Linked DNA regions of Zea mays: all the other regions are linked to region 2. The links are chromatin contacts, called in public Hi-C maps. All regions are on one chromosome and are shown on one strand. The core of a region is the stretch at or near the end of the contact, and the rest is flanking DNA. Distances in the headings are between cores, read along the strand shown. Region 1 holds the start of LOC542298 (60S ribosomal protein L10-3). Region 2 holds the start of LOC100276070. Region 3 holds the start of LOC100216568. Region 4 holds the start of LOC103626075 (receptor kinase-like protein Xa21).

What was found. Hi-C and Micro-C count contacts between places; a contact is called where the count stands out from the background.
Region 1: a Hi-C map of ear shows a contact between it and region 2, with 1.6 times the contacts expected there. The contact joins the promoter of LOC542298 here to the promoter of LOC100276070 in region 2. A contact is called at or near these places in 5 of 25 Hi-C or Micro-C datasets (bundle sheath, ear, endosperm and 2 more).
Region 3: a Hi-C map of endosperm shows a contact between it and region 2, with 2.5 times the contacts expected there. The contact joins the promoter of LOC100216568 here to the promoter of LOC100276070 in region 2. A contact is called at or near these places in 6 of 25 Hi-C or Micro-C datasets (ear, endosperm, leaf and 2 more).
Region 4: a contact with region 2 is called in a Hi-C map of leaf, with 6 times the contacts expected there. The contact joins the promoter of LOC103626075 here to the promoter of LOC100276070 in region 2. A contact is called at or near these places in 1 of 25 Hi-C or Micro-C datasets (leaf) and 1 of 3 datasets of contacts at active chromatin or transcription factors (leaf).

What each region holds. Positions count from the first base shown.
Region 1 is chr5:20,383,235-20,388,183 of Zm-B73-REFERENCE-NAM-5.0, reverse strand. It overlaps LOC542298 (60S ribosomal protein L10-3), which reads left to right and starts at 2,315. Exons shown (of 4, transcript NM_001111885.2): 1 at 2,315-2,392; 2 at 3,022-3,523; 3 at 3,634-3,715; 4 at 3,882-4,135. The coding sequence starts at 2,383. The coding sequence ends at 3,950. It also overlaps the pseudogene LOC100280510.
Region 2 is chr5:20,608,510-20,613,411 of Zm-B73-REFERENCE-NAM-5.0, reverse strand. It overlaps LOC100276070, which reads right to left and starts at 2,436. Exons shown (of 4, transcript NM_001149951.2): 1 at 2,243-2,436; 2 at 1,852-1,922; 3 at 356-442. The coding sequence starts at 2,345.
Region 3 is chr5:20,823,071-20,828,669 of Zm-B73-REFERENCE-NAM-5.0, reverse strand. It overlaps LOC100216568, which reads right to left and starts at 2,905. Exons shown (of 8, transcript NR_159537.1): 1 at 2,248-2,905; 2 at 1,996-2,136; 3 at 1,779-1,892; 4 at 1,048-1,221; 5 at 356-471; 6 at 200-263.
Region 4 is chr5:20,477,210-20,482,004 of Zm-B73-REFERENCE-NAM-5.0, reverse strand. LOC103626075 (receptor kinase-like protein Xa21) reads right to left here and starts at 2,868. Exons shown (of 2, transcript XM_008646452.4): 1 at 1-2,868. The coding sequence starts at 2,542.

The DNA of each region.
Region 1 (4,949 bases), core at 1,066-3,565, 230 kb after region 2:
TTCTGAGGATTCAGAAATGAACAAGGCTCGCTCCAGTGTACTCATCGCATTAGAGAAAATACATGGCCCGGCCTTCTGTGGAAACACAACTGCTGGAGTTGGTGAGAGTATGGTGCACATGCAGCTCCATGGTCAGATCTCGTCATGAAGGAATGGGGAGGTTGTGCACCGCTCAACCTGGCAGGAACAGTGAGAAGGGAAAGGGACGTGTACGCGGATCTTCCCCTGCGAGTTCCATGGCCAACCAGAGGAGGGAGTAAGATGCAGGGGGGTGTCTCAGTCTCTGGTGATAGATGCAGAGGGTAGTGTGGCAAAGGAGTGGCACGTCCATGGACACAACAGTGCAGGAGCAGAGGTTTTCTGGCAGGGGAGGGAGGTGAAGGCGACACTGCTGTTTGGCGTGGGAGAGAAACGAGGAGCAGCATGGAAGGACATGGGAGGAGCATAAGCAATCATGCAGGGGTTGCATGGTTGAAATTTGAAAAGCTGGACCCCTGCCACTGCTGCAACATTGAATGCTAGTCCATTTCTCACAAGCACTAGATTTAAATTTAAGCCATTTGAAAAGTTTCGCGTTTGGCACCATGAAAAAGATGCAGAAGCTGGAAACCCGATGCAGCAAACAGGCCATAGTCTAGTGCTAAAATAAAAACATGACCCCCCCCCACACACACAATGGCAATCAGCTCTAGTTGTGTAATGAAGACTTTTACCTGGCATCAGCCATCACTTGAACCTTCATGCCGCCACCATAAAGATCATAAAAGAATAGCTTAGATGATGATGTTCTCTTGTTCATGATCCTCCCTTAGTTAAAAAAATATAAGTGAGACCTATATGAATCTCCAAGTTAAGAATACAACAATGGGAAAACAAAAGGAGTTACCAGCTAAACATTCTGTCGCATCTGTAAGCTTCTCCCCATTGTTCAAGGTCTTGTACTTCTCAATGTATTCCACTACAGAGATGCCAACCGGAAACTTATGTGGATAGGGGTTTACACCTGCGGCCTTGAGTGAATCAAGAGTCTTGAGCCTATTCTCGTAGTATTGCTGCAGCAGGAAACACATCCATCCAATAAGAGTAAGTATAAGGAACAGAATTCAAAACGCTAGGCAGGGAAAGCAAGATGCACATACAGTGGGATCCATGTCATCATCGTCAGCAGCAGATGCCTTCTGAGGCTTTCCACTAGCAGCAGCAGCCGCCGCCGCCTACAACAACAGATGGCACACATCAATTTTGAGCCTTGGCACTAACATAGTGAAAACTTAACTTCTAACACGAGCATTTGAGTAATCTTCTAGAGCTAACGAATCAAACAATACTTGGTGGAAGCAATGACATATTCTGACCAAATTTATCCAGGGTTCACTGATATAGCACATAACAGGAACTGCAATAAGTGGAAGAAACAACAGCATAAATTGATAAATGATCCTCGCCTTGTTCTTTTTCTCTTCCTCCTTGAGCCTCCGCTCCTCTTCCAGCTTCTTCCTCTTCTCCTCTCTCTTCTTCGCGCTGCACACATCAAACACGCAACAACCAACCCCGGAATCAGGAAACAGAAATGGCAAGGAAAACCAACGGGCTCAAGTGAGAGGAATGCTCGATTGTCCCTACTTCTTCGAGAGCTGCAGCTCCTCTCCGCCTTCACCCGCCGGCGGAGGATTCTGCCCGGCGCCGCCCGTTGAAAGCTCCGCGAGCTTCTCCACCAGACCAGACGCCGAGCCCGCGCCGTCCGCCATGTCACGCGCGGGACTCTCTAGGTTTCGTTGTGAGGGGGCGAGCGCGGTGAGTGTGGACTGTGGAGGCGCAGGTGTGATGGTAGTAGAGTGGTAGGGTTTTAGGGCAGCTCGTGGTGGCGCGGAGGAAAGGAAAACCGTCGTAGCCGCCAAGCCATCTGATCCCCACGGCCACGGCATCAACATGGGCTGACCTTTTTGGCCCGTGAGAACTAACAACCCTGTTTGAGTGTTTTGATGTGGACAACGTGGGCTCAGCCCAACACGGCCCTGCTACTGATTTTTTTCAGTGTCCAGCTCGAGTGGGCGAGTGGCGGGGAGAGGAGGCGGCGGCGGCAAGGGCGCGACGGGGGAGGATGATGTCGCTGCAGCCTGCAGGAGTTGTGTTCTCTGGCCTTGAGAGAAAGGAGTCGCCAATTTTAGTGGGCTCCTGTTGTGTTTTTCGGTCCATTCCTCCCAAGGCCCAGCATCTGCCAGTCGCATGCCGTGACGCACAAAACCCACGGCGGCACGGCTCCATTCCGCGTCCGCACTCTCTATATAAAGTGTCCCTCTCTTCCCTCCAAGCCCTAGACGCACCCCTTCCTCGTTTCGCCGCCTCCGCCGACACCGACTGCCTACCTCAGCTGCCGTCGCCATGGGCAGAAGTAAGTTCGCCTTTTTGATTAACCTCCTTCGTACGCTTCTACTGCGTTGATTGTTGCAGTCCATAGGGTACTTTCTTTTAGTCCGGCGCAAATTTCGACTAGATCCACACGAAATCGGGTATATGCTTTTGATGATCCCGGGGTTCTTACTGTCCACGGGCTTAATATTTGATGTTTGTTTGCTGAGTTGATGATTTGTGGAACTCGCAAAGTTGTTACGTATTATCGTATAAAGAAGAGAATGGCTGGGACCTGGGGGATTTGGTACCATATATTCACATTTCCTGTGTATAAAGTCAACACGCTCATAATTTAGAATCCGTGTAGACCTTTATCTGTCAAAAAAGGGGAGTATTAGTCATATTCCATGGCATTGTGAATAACGCATTTAGTATTAGTATTCGTTTGTATGCCATGAATCAACACTATAGGACCAATCTGTCTACACTTCATTTGCTCATTCTGCCTGCTTAATAAAAGCACTGTTGTATATTTTGTAGAAAATAATGCTCTGTTTTGCATCAATTCAATGATTTATATCTGTTTGCACTGAATAATTTTATCACTGCAGTGCATTGCTATTATGCTGTTGATAAAATTGAGCTTTATGTTTCTGAAACTTTGCTTAGGGCCTGCTAGATGCTATCGCCAGATCAAGAACAAGCCGTACCCTAAGTCCAGGTACTGCCGTGGTGTCCCTGACCCCAAGATCAGGATCTACGATGTCGGGATGAAGAGGAAGGGTGTTGATGAGTTCCCCTACTGTGTGCACCTTGTCTCTTGGGAGAAGGAGAATGTCTCCAGTGAGGCGCTCGAGGCTGCCCGCATTGCCTGCAACAAGTACATGACCAAGTCTGCAGGAAAGGATGCCTTCCACCTTAGGGTCCGGGTTCACCCGTTCCATGTCCTCCGTATCAACAAGATGCTTTCCTGTGCCGGGGCTGATAGGCTCCAGACTGGAATGAGGGGTGCCTTTGGCAAGCCTCAGGGCACCTGTGCTAGGGTGGACATTGGTCAGGTCCTCCTTTCCGTGCGATGCAAGGACAACAATGCTGCCCATGCCAGCGAAGCTCTGCGTCGCGCTAAGTTCAAGTTCCCTGGCCGCCAAAAGATCATTGAGAGCAGAAAGTGGTGAGTGCATAATAGTTCATTGCTGCTGTGGAATTAAACTGTCACAGTATAGTAACTTGCATAAGTTATTTTGTATTATTATTGTTTATAATGTGCACTATCTTGTTCAGGGGCTTCACCAAGTTCAGCCGCGCTGACTACCTGAAGTACAAGAGCGAGGGCAGAATTGTTCCTGATGGTGTCAACGCAAAGGTACACCATCGTTTTCCCTTGGATAATGCGTATTTTTTTTATTTTGGACGATCCATGCTTGATAACAGTTTCTACCTTTACATCTCTGAGCAGTCTTCTAATGTTTGCTCTCTCATCTACGAGGGCAGTCCATAATCTAATGTTATCTTCTCCCTACCTTTTACAGCTGCTCGGCAACCACGGCAGACTTGAGAAGCGTGCTCCTGGGAAGGCTTTCCTCGATGCCGTTGCTTAAGTGCGGATGCGAATCCTGACGTTTTGCTTTAGCGTATCTTACTTTGCTTCGTGGAACATGAATTTCAAGTGTTTTGAGGGTATTACAGTGCCTTATGTGAACTTGCCTATCTTGTGCTGAACATCGGAATGTATCCTCCGAGTATGTTTAATCGCATTAATTTTATTGGAAATTGGTTGCGGAACAATGTCCAATTTACTCGAATTTGATTTCACCACGATCTTTTCTTATCCTTAAAATTTGTATAGAATACGTATTTGTGTGCCATCGCCTTTCCGGAGCTCACCAAACAGTCGTTCCTGCAGCAGCGTGAAACTGGACTTCAGAGAGAATATTGGGACGAGAGTGCGCGGCGGAGTTGTACATTTTTTTTGTTTTTCTTCTAAAATAGGATTTAGGATTAGGTGTTTTGGATTTGTTGGAGTTGCTCTCAGGTTTAATTATTTTTAATCCCTAAAATACCAAACGGATGACTAAAATAGGTATTCTAAATAGGATTTCTAGTGACTAGGGTTTAGGAGGGTAACTAATGGGATGTTTGGTTTGAGGAATGATCTAGTCTATTATCTTCTCACTCAATATTTTTGTTTGGTTTGTGGAATAGAATGGGTTGATCCATCACCGTCTCATTCTGTATAGTTATTTAGTTAGTACTAATATGAGGAATGAGGTCATCCCACCAAATTTGAGGAATGAATCTATGATGCACCACCTTAATTTGGATAGAGTGATTTCTTAAACCAAACATCCACTAAGTAATCAAACATGGCATTAACAGGACACGCATTTTCCTACATTGGGCTGTTTGATCAACTGATAACCAGCAGCCCGTAACCATCAGGTGAACATGGTCGGGAGCAACCACGAGATGGAGTTAGGCTGGTGCCAATGCAGGCTATAGTGAGGGCGATAGCGCCCAGCAGGAGGCGAGAGCGACCCGGCGGGCGCTACTGCCACCGCCCGGCGAGAGCGGGCGATATCGCCCCGCTCTCGCCTGCA
Region 2 (4,902 bases), core at 1,187-3,686:
ATCTCCCCAGATCTGACCTGGTCCTCATTTCCCAATTGTTTTCCCCGATTTCCTTACCATTTGCTGCCGCATCGTTATTTCTTCAGAAAATAACAAAGATTCCACTGAATAACCGAATACCAAAAAGCGCAGTGCTTGGGTTTGTGGTGACAAAGTTTTTTGCTAAAAGAAACTGAACCAAAGAAACAAGAAACCTAATGCCAGACCTAGGCACAGATGCAACCTTTTATCTTTGACAAATTATTTCTCAGCTACGAATTCTAGTTATCGAAACGTCAGGAACTAATCTACTACTGTGAACAACATTTTACAAGTGTTAGTATAAGTGTATAACTGGTAAATTTTAAAGAATTACCTCAGTCTTGGCTTCCTTCTTTCCACTAAAAAGCTTGTAACCACCATAAAAAATAACCCCCCACATTGAGAGGCTTGCTAGAACAAACTGCACGAGGGAAACATAGTTATAAAAAATATCCATGGTTCAATTAATTACAAAAGAAACTCATGTTCATTTGGAGCTGCTATATAAACAAACCAAAGCACAATAGTACAACTATGATAACAGAAAAACACATGAAAAGCAGATACTGAAGAAAAAAATTACAATATAAAAGAAAATAAAATGACCCCACATTGTGTGGGAGCTTTCAGCACTGGGTGTGTAGAAAGTCAAACAGATATATCATATTCCCTTTGTCCCAAAATATAATTCGTTTTAGACAAAATACACATTCATTAATCAAATTACGAATGTAGTTTGTATGTATGTCGATGTTCATTATCATTCATTCGAATGTGGACGGAAAAAAACAAGGCTAGGAAGAACTATATTTTGGAACGGAGGGAGTATATAAAACCACAACACAGCATAAAGTCCATTTTTAATGACTCGCGGATTGGATGAAAGTCCTCAAAATGTACACCAAATAATTTATTTGTATCTATTAAAAGTTTGAAACAGTGCATGAAAGGTCCAGATTTCATATTAGAAATTTAGAATATATTCAAAATAGCAAGATATATCGAAATGAGTCAGCTATTGTTTGCAGGTGTCATTAGATGTAAGGTGCAATTCAAAATTCATTAGGTACTAACCAAGAACCGTGGGGGGGGGGGGGGGGGAGGAGGAAGGGGAAGATGAGGTTTGGATCTGGGGAAGATCCCTCAACATCAGGATTGTGTGAGGGGGCATGGTTAGTGGAAAACCAACAAGATTCAGTGGCTGCTGAGGCTAACTTGACCTCACCCATTGGCCACCTGGCCTCATTGACCAAGACCTAATTGTAGTGAGGCCACCTTGACTGGTTTCTGAAACACTTCCTGCCAACATATTTTGGCTAGAGGCATGCATGTTGGGTAATTGCAGCCAGTAAAAGGTACTTAGATGAAATATTTCATATGAAGCAAGAAAGATCAGGAAGAAACTCTATGACATGATTCAAATGAGAACAAACTATAGAGTCTAACAGCTCTAGTTTTGCAGATGTATTGTAGATAACAAGTATGTGTGCCAGACAATTTTTGAGAACTTGGCTACAGAATGCATATGGTAAAAAAAAGATATTGATTCAACTGATGACAGAGGCAACCTAAAGATGTAGGTAAACCTGTAATCTGATTACAAGGCCAAAAAGTTTGGCACTAGTTACCAACTTATGTGTTTTCCACCCAGAAGACATTCTACAGTTCCACTTAAGCATCCAAATGAACTCAAGAGCTCAGTGGCAGACCCTTATAAAGAAAATATAATGTACTCACAGGCTGTATGCCTAACACTAGTACGATAATCATCACAACATCAATGTAGTTAGCTTCAATGACTTTAAACAAGATGTTCTAGGGTAAACTCACGTGCTCTTCCTTCCACTTGCTCGGGCTCAACGGATCTTTCCACAAGGGCACCTTCGCAGACCCATGGCCGTCTGGCAAGTACACAAAACGAATCCATAAGCACTCAGCAAGGGTAAGCTATGAATCACAACGACAAGACGCCACAGAAATAACAAGTAGAGGGTACCGACTGCTCGCCTAAAGTTTCTTATGCGCAACCCCACAATCCGACCGCATCGGGACTAGGCTACGTTTATCGCATCATGAACACATCGAATCCAAAACTGGATCTAAATCGCAGGAGACAATCTGGCGAGACTGGTCCAGGAATGGACGCAAGCAACGAGCGGATCCAAACGACCTGCGCCCGCAATCCCTAGATCTGGGAAAAGGGCAGGGAAGGTGCACGTACCTGCGGCACCGGCAAGGCCGCGGCGAGAGATTAGGCGAGCGAGGGGGGACGCTGAGGAGAGGGAGGAGGAGGAGGCCGCCGCCGCAACGAGACGAGACGCCATGGCGATGGATTCGTTTACGCAGCGGTTGTCTCTAGCTTTGGTTCCTCTGCGATGGTCAGGGACGCGGCTGCAAGTTTCTAGGGTCTGCGGAATGTACATGGGCTGGGCTGGGCTGGGCTGAGCTGGGCCGTCTCGGAACGAAACGACTCCAATATATCTGATTCATTATTTATCAAATTATCATGTTGGATTGTTTCTTCAAACCGGCCCTGCTCATCATCATTTATATTTGTGTATGATTTGGGTACTCAAACACGAGAATTTCATATGTCATACTGTTATTGTGAGAACCAGGCGATTTGTAGACTAGTGTTCAATCGATAACTTATTCTAACGAACAAGCATGAGACGGTGCTTATTTGTTGATAGAGAAAGAACAAGGTATAGCGAAGTGACCTTGTGGGTAAAAGAAAAAACAGGGATAAGTTATACTCATATGGTAAAATTCGGACAAGTGCTTAGGTGGTCATGCATGAATTTGGGTGACTACTGTTTACCCAGGTATTTGACCACTAATCAGGGCTAGTTTGAAAACTCAAATCCTCCTATTGATTAGGGAGGGTTGAGTTAGAAATGAATTAATTCCACACTCAATCCCCTCTAATCCGCCGAACTTATTCGGTTAAAAGCGGATTAAAGATTATTGGAGGAGATTAAATCAATTGCTAGTCAAAATTAAATACAAAGGAATTTATGTCTTGTTTGTTTTGACCAGATAGGCCTGTTCTCGGGCTCGTTCCGATCGGAACGAACCAGCTCGGTTTGGAATCCGGTCCAGCTTGCTAGAGCTGCTCGTTTTGACCTAGACCAAAAACAAAATCGTCATTTCCACTCACCCCTCCTAATTCTCGGCCTAGAACAAACCCAAATAATCTATTTTTCGGATCAATTCATGGCCTAGATACGAGTTGATGACTATGAATGGTGACCACTCGATCCTGGGTTGGCTTGTTTATTGGCATGGCTTGCATCCTGGTCTTAATCCCCCCCTAATCTCTAATTTTATGTGAAACTAAACAAGACCTCAAGAGAAATAAAATCCATGCTGGTCAAATGAAACCTATTAAGTTTAACTATATTTATATATAAAAAGTAGCAACATTTATGTTTTTAAATAAGTTTACTATAAAAAATATATATTCAGCAATTCATCTAATGATAACAATTACACGCCGTGAAATATCAACATTATATATATATATATATATATATATATATATATATATATATATATATATATATATATGATTAAAGTTAATGATGATTGAGTTCTTGAAAGGTGGAAAATGGCACTTTTGATGAGACGTGTGCAACGGACCCTTTCTCAGTTCCTCTTCAAGCCGGTGGTTCTGGTCTGGACGAATGCGGATCCTGCACGCAGCGCGCTGCGCGCGCGGATCAGTCGATCAGAGCCGCCCATCGACGGTCGAAGAAGTTACGTACTGGCGTAAAGCGATGCTCATCGATGAAGATCCCATGGCCAGGAATGGAAGAATCCAACTACCAAAGGCAGGAAAGGAGCCTTCATTCGTGACTTCTGCACTCTCTTCCTCGTTGGCTCGCTCATGGAGGAGCAGGATCGAGTAATGGAATATTTATCACGACATATAGATGGAGTTAAAACAAGAGATCGACCAGCTCGGCCAGGGCTCGCTGCTGCCAGGTCATTACTGTTTCTCGAGTATGCACTATACTTTAATTACAGCCAGTACTAGTAGTAGTATTCTTCTTAGACACATGCCCTTCTGTGTTTAAATATACAAACAAAGAAATAACCAATATTTATCGAATCAATCGTTGTTCTACTTAAAAAATAGTACTCCCTCCATCTTAATAAAAAATGTTTGTCATTCTCATTTTCCTAGGAGTCAACTTATTTTTTCGACATTGAGCAAGTATATATAATAAAATGTTGATGTTTGTAGTATATAATTAGTATCATTATATAGATAGATATATGAATCTGTTGTTGTAGTAAAATTACCTAGAGATACAAATGTTGCTAATATTTTTCTATAAATATAGTCAAACTTAAGAAAGTTTAAACACTACAGCAACAAACATTTTGAGTCGGAGAGAGTAGTAATTAATTAGTATGTACAAGCCTTAGGGAGCCCGAGCCCTGTCAGCCCCTTGTCTACGCCACTGCGGCTACGTTAACATCCTGAGAGATAAGAGAGAGAAACGGTGTGTTTGGTTGGTTGGATGCGCTCGTGCGAAACTTTACAGATGCAAAACTCAGACAACTGCATGTGTTTGGTTGCTTGGACGTGTGTCTGGGCCAGGCCACACTCGTGCAAAACATTGGCCTCAGCTAGGCCCATGGGATACAGCCAAAAGGCGCGTTCCACGCGAGCCAGGCTGCGCTCGGCCACTCGCGCTCTCCTCCTCGAGCTCTTCTCGCACTAGAGTTTGGCCGTCGTCTCCTCTCCCCTCCCATCTCTCCCTCTCACGTCTCTTCTCCCCCTCGAGCTCCCCCACGAGCAAGCTCCCGCGTCTCCTCTCCCCCTCGAGCTCTCCATGGAGCTCCCCCCCCCCCCCGCGAGCAAGCTCTCGC
Region 3 (5,599 bases), core at 1,656-4,155, 210 kb before region 2:
TCCAGAAAACCAAACACCTCACTGCTAGCTAATACTTTAGCTAGGTTGAAACCAAACAGCGCCTTAACAAGGGAGCCGTAATGCTTGATATATTTTACTTTTGAAGAAAACCAATCACCTCACTGCTAGCTAATACTTTAGCTAGGGTGAAACCAAACAACGCCTTAACAAGGGGGCCTTAATGCATGATATATTTTACCTTTGAAGCCGCTGGTGTGGAGGTACTATCAGAATTCCTTGCCTCTGACTTTTCGTTTGAATAACTGGCAGAATCCAACAGATTACATGTTAAGGTTCGAACGGTAAATGTAACCACGATAGTTAGGTGATATTAGAAAAAGATGATGATACTCACGTCGACAGTATTGTGACCCAGACAAGCTCCACACAGTCGACCCATAGAAGTCTTTGCTCAACAGGAACCACACCATATGTAACTAAGTGCGCAAAAGGCCACAACTTCCATCCAGCCTGCAACAATCCAAACATTGTTTCAACTTTGTCAGAACAGGAAAGAAGAAAGACAAAATAGCTAGTAATTAGAAATATTTGCAACAACATTATCAAGAGACAGGTATGTTATTGTTACGAGCCCTGCTGCATGTTCACTTGAAAACCTCCAATAATGGAGTGAGGGAGGGTAGTAAAAGCACAAGCATAGAATGATGAAGGGTTTCTAACTTGAGTGCTACAACATTGGAAAAGCAAATAAAATGGTTAAGTACACACGGTTCTGCTGTTGCTAACAATGATATAATTAAGTTCAGTTCTAGCTTTGAATTATTCTGCTACATGTGATGTCTGTAGAAGTCATCATTCTATGCCCAGAGGCAGGAGTATATATTACACACATACCACTATAAAGGTAGACAATTAATCCCAAAGATATGGGTAGTATCAAAACAATAATTCATGTGGCCGATATGTATAAAATGCCCATGGGTTGTTCGTAATGACAGTGAAGATAAGAAGCACAACTCTTTTAATGCTTGCTCGATTCTCGCCCTGCAAACTGATTAAACTTATTCAGGGAAGATGAATCCTTACAGTAAGCATGGGCCAGAATGTGGACTTGAGCTCGTTGTAGATAGTGGTAGGTGATTCCAACCGAAGGAAACCCAAGACCACAAAGTAGATACTGTTCCAGATCGCAGACCAGATGGTCTGATCGAATGCAACCTTTGCAGGGACAACCCACCAATCCTTGAATGGGAACAGTGCCTGTCAACATAACAAAAGTATTTACTCCATCAGGTTTGCCTTAGAAAGCATGTTAGCCTCCAAAATTGTTGAAAAAATTAAAATGATTCATATATATGTGCCGATTAGTCAAGCTCTATCCGGTGATGTTTTCAAGTCATCCGAGTCGCGATTAATCGTCCAAGTCGGTTTGGACCAATCACGATTAATCGCCCAAGTCGTCCGACTAATCGTGATTAATCGACCTAGTCGGTCAGCCAGAACGACCAGCAAGTCGTCCGACTTGAAAACGTTGAGACTACCCCCCTTTATTTAGTTGTATGCATCAACTCAAGAGCTCTATCTGGTGCCTGCTATGTGCCGATTAGTTGAGCCCCACGATTAAATGTCAAACTGATGGTAAAAGTTGGCCAAATCATCACATACTTGAACACCTTAAAACCCGTTTCATTTGCTTCGTCAATTCATCAACTTAAGAATTTTCATAGCTTTTTGTGCGGTTGAAATACGTCACATAAGGGCAATTTTGACTTGAATGTACAAAAACAAGGCTGAGCAGATCATGTAGCAATGGTTACCTCGCATATATGGTAGTAGTAATGTGAAAGTGACCCATGAAGCGTGAACCCAACAAGGCCAGACCGGAACATCCTAGCACGGTCGAAATCAAATATCGGCTTGCCTTCGTAGCACTGCAAGCATAAGCAACAAAAAACAACGGCAGTCAGTAATCACACTAATGCTTGTCTTATTGAATAGTGGTAGAGTGGCTGTGGAATTGAAGTGTGAAGGCACCTGTGCAATCCAGTCACCAAGGGAGTAGACGACACCGCTGATCATCATCTTGGCTAGAACCGGGTTGGCTTTGAGGGCCTCCTCGTATGCGGACCAGTTGTGCTCCGGCATATAGCGCAGGATCTCGAAGATCGTCCACCCCTGTGTACCGAGAAAGAGAAACCAAATCAATACGCCCGCCAGTACATGGCTCCGAATCCAATCAGGGACTAATTAAATATGAAAGGGAATGAAGAAACATAGGGGACTCACATGCCAGTAGTCCTGGTCGACGGTGAGCAGCTTGGTGAGAGCGTAGGTGCTGGCCCCGAGCACGATGGCCGTGTTGATGCCCCGGTCCAGCATCTTGTTGCCGCCGCCACCGCCGGAGGCCCCGGAGCCCGCTCCGCCGCCGGTGAAGCCCCCGCCCACGTCGCCCTGGAAGGCGAGCCCTCCGATGTCGAGCTGGCTTCCGCCCAGCTGCTCGTCCGGCTGCTCCTCCAGCCTCCCGGGCACCACGGCCTCCCCCTCGGCCCCCGGGCCAGGCAGCACGTCCGCTTCATCCCCCGCAGCGGCGAACCGCAGGGCGCGCCGGAGCCGCTTGGTCGGCCTTGGGAGCCGGAGAAGAGACGGGCCGGCGGAGGGGAACAGCCGCCTGGAGGCGGGGGATGGGGTGGCCACAGTCGCCACGGCCGCCGCTGCCATCGCTGCGCGCTCCTCGGATCGCTACCCGACCACACGCGCACTGCACTGACGCTCGTCCCGCCTCTCTTACCTCGTGGCAGCGGCGCAGCGCGCACGCTTTTATCCACCACGCCGCGATCGCGCGCGGCTGCCTATGGATCTGGAGCGGGCGGGGCCTACAGCCTACTGTCGCTGGCCCTGTGGACGTGAGCCGCGCTTGCTCGCTCGCCTTGAGACTGAGGGAGGTTCCGTTCCACCGATCGGTTTGCCGTCTCGCGGAAGAGGATCGAGGTGGGGAGGGTGATTTTTTGTGGATGTGGTGGGAGGGTGAGATTTGAGCCGCTTGTCTCAGGCGGCTGTGGGCCAGTAAGCAAGATTCCACTGAACAAGGCGGCCGCTCGTGGTACTCATGCCAGCAACCCACAAAAAAATATTACTCAGACAATTATTGCAAAGGAAATAAAAATTATCTAAGTAATTACTTTAAATGCATCACGTAATTCAAATTTTACTAATAACAGTGTTTAGGGCTAGTTTAAGAACATCAATTTCCAAAAAAAAATTATTTTATTAAGAAAAACTAGTTCATTCTTATTGAGAAAACAGAGTTGTCAAACTAGATTGTAGCACAACTATCTATTGGATTATACTCCCACAAGTCTTAGAATGCCAAATGGCGAATGGGAAGTTTCACGTCACACTTTTGGCATCTTGTTGGGTAATCTCGGTAGCCTGATAAAAAAAATGACAAATTTAATATTATTATAGCAGCTTACCCATACACATATCTATGGGGCACGATTGCCGGCGAAGATCACGGTCGAGACGGTGTCTACTGTGACGATCATCACGTGGAATGTGCGGCGCGGGCAGGGGCAGGGGGCGTCGACAGTCAAAGGGTGGAGGCATGGTAGCGCATGTTGGGGCGGAAGGCTAGGCAAGGGGAACGATGTGCGCGCATGTGGTCTGCACTACGTGCTTAATATAGGTAGTAGAGATATTAAGTATTGTATACTTCAAAAAAAAATAAATATTCTAATATTGTATGATGTAGTTAAGAACTCTCTTTTTAGGCTATATTTTGTGTGATATGAGGTCATGATGCTACTATTTAATTTAAATGATGATGCTGAACTTATGGTAAAATTGTATTGGTTCGATGAATTTAACATGTTGAATACAATGATAATACACTATTTTAGTACTTGATGAGATATGGTGTTTCGATATTTTGTATTTAGAACTTACTTTTGTGATTAAAATGTTCATATAAAATGTTGGTGGTATAGGGATACCTGCTACCTATAGTGGGTTATGAGTATGAAGCAATTTAATATCCATAATAGGTACAAATAGACATATATTTTTTTCTCTAGTAAGCATGAGTACTCGTAACTTTGTCCTTAGCGAGAGAAATCCTCTCGCCGACTCGTGAGGTCGGAAGAAAGAAAATATGGTTTCACCTGTCCCAAACGCACTCGCTTCCGTAGGAACGGCATACTCTAGAAATTTCTACAGAGATCCTTCAATCCAAACCACGGGCGTCAACCACGATGCGGACTGCGGAGAAGGCGCGGCGAGTTCAGATCCGGAACACCCTTGCGTGTCAAAAACCATCTCCGCACACGACAGACTAGTACTAGGTATACAGTACTAGAAACAAACAGAACCCGTCGAACCGTGAAGGCTAGTACTCCTGATTCCTGAAGGCGCGATCGACCGGAACCAGCGGTCGGGCTCTGGAACGGCCACGGCTCAGACTCGGCGGCGGCGGGGGCCGCACCCGTTCCGTGCACCACACCCGCGACCGAGCCGGCTGCCCGTGGTCCACACGTCCTGTGCTCGCCGATTCGTGACTTGTGGACGACATCTCGCTGAGTACGTCTACGCCGTCATGTCCTGCCTGTCTGCTCGCTCGATCACGGAGAAATAGTGGTAGAAAACGCGGCCACGTCAAAATTCACTCAAAATTGAAGCCTAAAAACAGGGCTAGCAACGGCGATCGGGGCGAGATAGTAGAAGCAGGCTCCAGAATCCAGTCCAGACTTGGCGGCCCCGGCAGCATCGGGCCTAGCCCAAACAAGAAGGCCCAGTGTTAAAGTGGTCCCATGAAAACCGGAGGGAGCCTGTTGGACCTGGATGTAGCCTGTATATGCAATGCAGCTACAAAGTTTTGCCACAAAATCCAATGAGAACGTTGTGGTGTACTCGTCTTCAGCCATAGATCTATCTACCCCCGACGTTGCACTGAGCACCAGCCAGTCAGTCCAGTCATGCAGGTGCAGTAACGCGCGCCTACCTACCCTGAACCAACCTGGACGATAGCTAGACATCAGTACTGTTACTGCTCGACGGCCGGTCGGTTGCCGTACGTCAGAACGGAACGGTCGTACAACTAGACAGCGCTACAAACAACAACAACAACGCACTGTGGCAGTCACGGAGTGGAGCTCCGACCCGCCGCCGCCGGAAATAAATGCCCGTCCGAGAACGGCGGCGACAAGGCCATGCATGCACTGCACGGCCATCTCGGTCGATGATGCACGGATGGCACGATAGTAATGTGAATGGTCCAACACGTTACTGAGCAAGCAACGAAGCTAGCGAATTTGCGAGAGACGAACAAAAACGTGGAGGAGAAACTGAGGCCACCAGCAGCACCACACCAGCTCTAGCCTCTAGAGGAAGATGAAGCACTCCATGGCCACCGAGGGGTTCTGGTGGCCCAGCGCGCCTTCCTCGCCCTCCGCCAGCTTCGTCCTCTGCTCCGCTCCTACTCCTCCGCCCAGCAACGCCGCCCGCTCAGCGTCGGGCCCGCCGTCTCTGATGACCCGCGCCGGCCTGCTGCCTCGCTCGGGGGTGCCGTGCTCCTTCGCCGCCGCCTTGCGCACGGGGCTCGCGGGCCGGTGGACCGCGCTGGGACTGGGAGAGGCGGGCGCGC
Region 4 (4,795 bases), core at 1,619-4,118, 130 kb after region 2:
GCATGAGCTCGAACACCAGGGCCTTGAACTCCTGCCCCTGGCGGTCCACGCTCGAGCAGCACGTGATGGTCCTTACGAGGCAGCGGTGGCGCGCGCTCCGGAGCGCCTCGCATTCGGCCACGAAGCTTCGCGTGGATCCGGACCGCTCGAGGTCGAACACCTTCACGGCGACGGCGGCGGCGGAGGCGGCTACGGTTCTTCCGCCATCGTCGGTGAGACGGCTGAGAACGCACCTGTAGACTGTGCCGTAGCTTCCTCTTCCGAGCAGGTTGGCGTCTGAAAACCCCTTCGTCCCCTCCGACAGCTCCTTGTAAGAGACCCTCTCGTACCGCTCTCCGGTCGCTGCTGGGGCTCCTAGGGGCTGCCTCTTCGTCTGCTGCCGCCTTTGTTTACGGCTCCTACAGACGACGAGCTGAGTAGCTGCGGCTAATAATGATGCCAAGAACACGACTGCGCCCACTGTCGCCAGAGCCATTTCAACATGCTTCAGCGGCGGCCACCTCTTGCTCCGACTGTTCTTCCCCGAAGCGGACGTGGGGCACGGATGCAGGCGAAGCCGAGGCATTCCGCCACAGAGGTTTTCGTTTCCGGCAACCGATGAGCGAGGCAGGTTTCTGAAGAAGCCTCGGTCGGGCACCTCGCCTTGCAGGTCGTTGAAGGACAGATCCAGATCGGACAGCGACGTCAGGTTCTGCAGGTCGGCTGGGATCGGCCCGGAGAGGCTGTTGCGCGCTACGTACAGCTGCTGCATGCTGCGTATGCTACCAAGGGCGTCGGGGATCGCACCGGAGAACCCGTTCATGGTCAGGTTCAGCACGCGGAGGCCCTTGATGTCGCCTAGAGCCTCAGGTATGCTTCCCTGGAACGAGTTGCTGTCCAGCAGGAGCTCCTCCAGAACCACGCAGTCTCTGATGCCTGCCGGTAGCTGGCCGGACAGCTGGTTTCCTGACAGTCTCAGCGTGTTGAGGTTGGCCAGCCTTCCGACGTTGGGAGGGAGTGGTCCGGAGAGGGAGTTGTGTGACAAGTCCAGGAGCAGCGAAAGAGACTGCAGCTGGAATGTTTCTTCAGGGATCGAGCCGTTCAGGTGGTTGCTTGAAAGATCAAGGCTGGTGAGGTCGGTGAGCTTTCCGAGATTCCTCGGGATTGATCCTCCCAGGCTGTTGCCGCTCGCCGATAGCTTCATGAGCTTGGTGAGATTCCCCACCGATGACGGTACCGGCCCCGACAGGCTATTGTTGTCCAGGTGTAGCTCAACCAGGTTCTCCATCCTCCCGATGCTATCAGGAATTGCTCCTGAGATGTCAGTATCCGTCAGAACAAGTACTTTCAGGCCGACCAGGTTTCCGATCTCCGAGGGGATGCTCCCGGAGATCGCAAGGTTTTCTAGGTAAAGCCACTCAAGTGTTGTCGAGAGCTTAGCAACCGAAGCAGGAAGATCTCCGGTGAAATCGTTGCCACCCAGACCGAAAAGATTTAGCTTGCTGCAGTTGGCCAACGACTCCATGAATTCCCACCCCTCCATTTTGTCCCCCGCTTCGAGCATGTTGTCGTCCAGCAGCAGTTTCCACAGATCCTGCAGCCTCCCAAGATCGCGAGGCACGAGGCCGCTGAACCGGTTCTCTGACAGCTCGAGCTCTACGAGCTGGGTGAGGTTGGAGATGGTGGGAGGGATCGCCCCGCTGAAATGGTTCTCGAACAAGGCCAGATACCGCAGCCGAGGGAGCTGCACGTGGATCCCGGCAGGGATGCCTCCGTGCAGCGCGTTCTGCCCCACGTCGAGGCTCGCCAGCGACGACACGTTGTACAGCGGCGCCGGGATCTCGCCGCGCAGGTGGTTGTGGCAGAGGTCGACGTACTCGAGGCGCGCCATGTTGCGGCCGAGCTCCGGAGGTATCGGGCCGTCCAAGGCGTTGAGCCCAAGGCCGAGCTGGCGCAGCGACGTCAGGTTGGCCAGCGACGCTGGGAGGGCCCCCGTGACGCTGTTGTTGGTGAGCCAGAGCACCTCGAGCCGCGCCAGCGCGCCGCCGAGCCCCGCCGGTACGTGCCCGCTGAGCCTGTTGCTGCCGAGGTTTAGGTACCTCAGGCTGGTGCAGGCGGTGAGGTTGCCGGGGACCGCGCCGGACAAGGTGTTGACACTGAGGTCGAGCGTCCGGAGGCGGCGCAGGCGGCCGAGGCTCGCGGGGATCTCGCCGCGCAGCCAGTTGGAGCTCAGATCGAGCTCCCGCAGCGACGACAGGTTGCCGACGGCCGGCGAGAGCGTCCCGGAGAGCCCGAGGGAGCGCAGCCTCAGCGCCACCACACGTCCGATGCGGCTGCACTTGACGCCATCCCAGGTGCACGGGCCGGCGCCGCTGCCGTTCCACGACGCGAGCACGGCGCCACTAGTGCCGCTGCTGCTGCCGACGGCCGCGGCCTTGAAGGCGAGCAGAGCCGCGGTGTCCTCGCTCTCGGCTCCCGCTTCCGCGAGCGCCAGGGCAATGGGCAGGGACGACAAGGACAGCAGCAGGGAGAGGAGGACCATGGTCTGTGGAGTGATCGCCATGCCCGGCCGTTGCTTTGGAGCTTGGAATGTAACAGCAGTCAGCAGCTACTACTTATAGCACGACGCAGATGCCAGATGGTGCCTGACTCTTTCAATTGCCGTTGCGTTGACGACATTGTCGTTAAGTCTTCTCTTCGACTCGTGCTAGGCGGCCGCCGGCCGCTGCACGGCGAAGGATCGAGACAGGAGTGGGCTTTTGCGACTAAAGTATGACCTGAGTGCAGGTACGTCATTTTCCGGCCTGACGCAGATCCCACTATCGCGTAGGGATGGCAACACGCAAAATCAGGTTGGGTAGATAATCCGCCCCCATGGACTCGAAAACAGAGTTTAAAATCCAAAGCTGTCCTGAGCATCGATCTTTGTGAAAATTTTTGTTATTATCTGTTAGGAACCTGTCCTATATGGTACAGGTCGGCCCAACTAACTGAAATGAGCACTACAAAGAGCAGAAACAAGGCAAGGGCCAGGGACCATCGGATATTCAGAATACACCACTCGTATCATCCACTTCTTCCTATAGCGGTTAGACGTCTCTCCTCATCCTGCTAAGATGTGCTTCTGATGCTTCTTCACCTATCGATCTGATTCATCTTCTTCCCTTCCCTGATTGCTACTTCCCAAACTCCATCTCTGTACTAGTGTATGCATGTATCAGATTTATACCCTTGCCTTGGTGGTGGCTGTTGTGTTCATGTGATTGGAGGTTGCTAACAATTGGTACCAGAGGAGTTCGAATTCCTGGAAATTTCTCTTCTGTTGGATGACAATCGTTGGGAAGATCAGTGTTGCACTTTGAGGTCAGATTTGGACAGTGGGAACAACATCCAGAGTGGTGCCTACAAGGTGTTCGAGGATATGTTCCCAAGCAGTTTTGAAGATTGGTGAAAGGGAAATAGGCTTACACCTTTTCCTAAATGATTTTGGTGGTTCAATTGGCCAACACAAATAATTAAACTAACTAGTTTGCTCTATATTATAAGTTTTACAGGTGTCAAAGGTTCAACACAAACCAATAAAAAGTCCAAGAAAGAGTTCAAAAAAAAAGAGCAAAAGACAACCCAAAGGCAGCCCTGGTCTGGCGCACCGGATAGTGTCCGGTGCACCAGGGAACCCAACTCCGAACTTACCACCTTCGGGAATTCGGGGAGGCCGCTCCGCTATAATTCACCGGACTGTCCGGTGTGCCAAGCGGAGCAACGGCTCCAAGCGCCAACGGTCACCTGCAACGCTACAGTGCACGCCTGCGCACGCAGAAGTCAGAGCAGGCACCAGAGGCGCACCAGGAAGTGAACAGGACCTGTCCGGTGCCCCACCGGACTGTCCGGTGGCCCCACTTGTCAGAGCTCCAACGGTCGGAACCCAACGGCATGGTGACGTGGCTGGCGCACCGGACTGTCCGGTGCGCCATACGACAGCAGCCTTCACCAACGGTTCTTTTGGTGGTTGGGGCTATAAATATCCCCCAACCACCACACTTCAATGCATCCAAGTTTTCAGCCATCAAACCTCATACAAGAGCTCTAGACTTCATTCAAAGACACAATCAAAGAGATCAAATTCTCTCCCAAGTCCGGAATCATTCCAAACAAATTAGTGACTTGAGAGAGAGACATTTGTGTTCATTTGAGCTCTTGCGCTTGGATTGCTTTTATTCTTCCTCTATTCTTGTTTCCAACTCACTTGTAATCAAAGCAAGAGACACCAATTGTGTGGTGGTCCTTGTGGGGACTTAGTGTCCCATTTGATTGAGAAGAGAAGCTCACTCGGTCTAGGTGACCGTTTGAGAGAGGGAAAGGGTTGAAAGAGACCCGGTCTTTGTGACCACCTCAACGGGGAGTAGGTTTGCAAGAACCGAACCTCGATAAAACAAATCACCGTGTCATCCGTTCTTATTCGCTTGCGATTTGTTTTCGCACTCTCTTTCGGACTCGTTTACATCTCTAACGCTAACCCTGGCTTGTAGTTGTGCTTAAACCTAATAAATTTCAGATTTGCCTATTCACCCCCCTCTAGGCGACTTTCAATTGGTATCAGAGCCTGATACTTCATTAAGAGCCTAACCGCTCGAAGTGATGTCGGGAGCTCACGCCAAGAAGGAGATGATGACCGGCGAGAAGCCCGCCACAAGCCACGGGAAGACTCCATCGGGGGAGTCCGCAAATAAGAAGAGGGAGGAATCACCTCCCCGCGTCAAGTCGCACCGGAGTGGCGACAAGAAGAAGAAAATGAAGAAGGTGGTCTACTACGAGA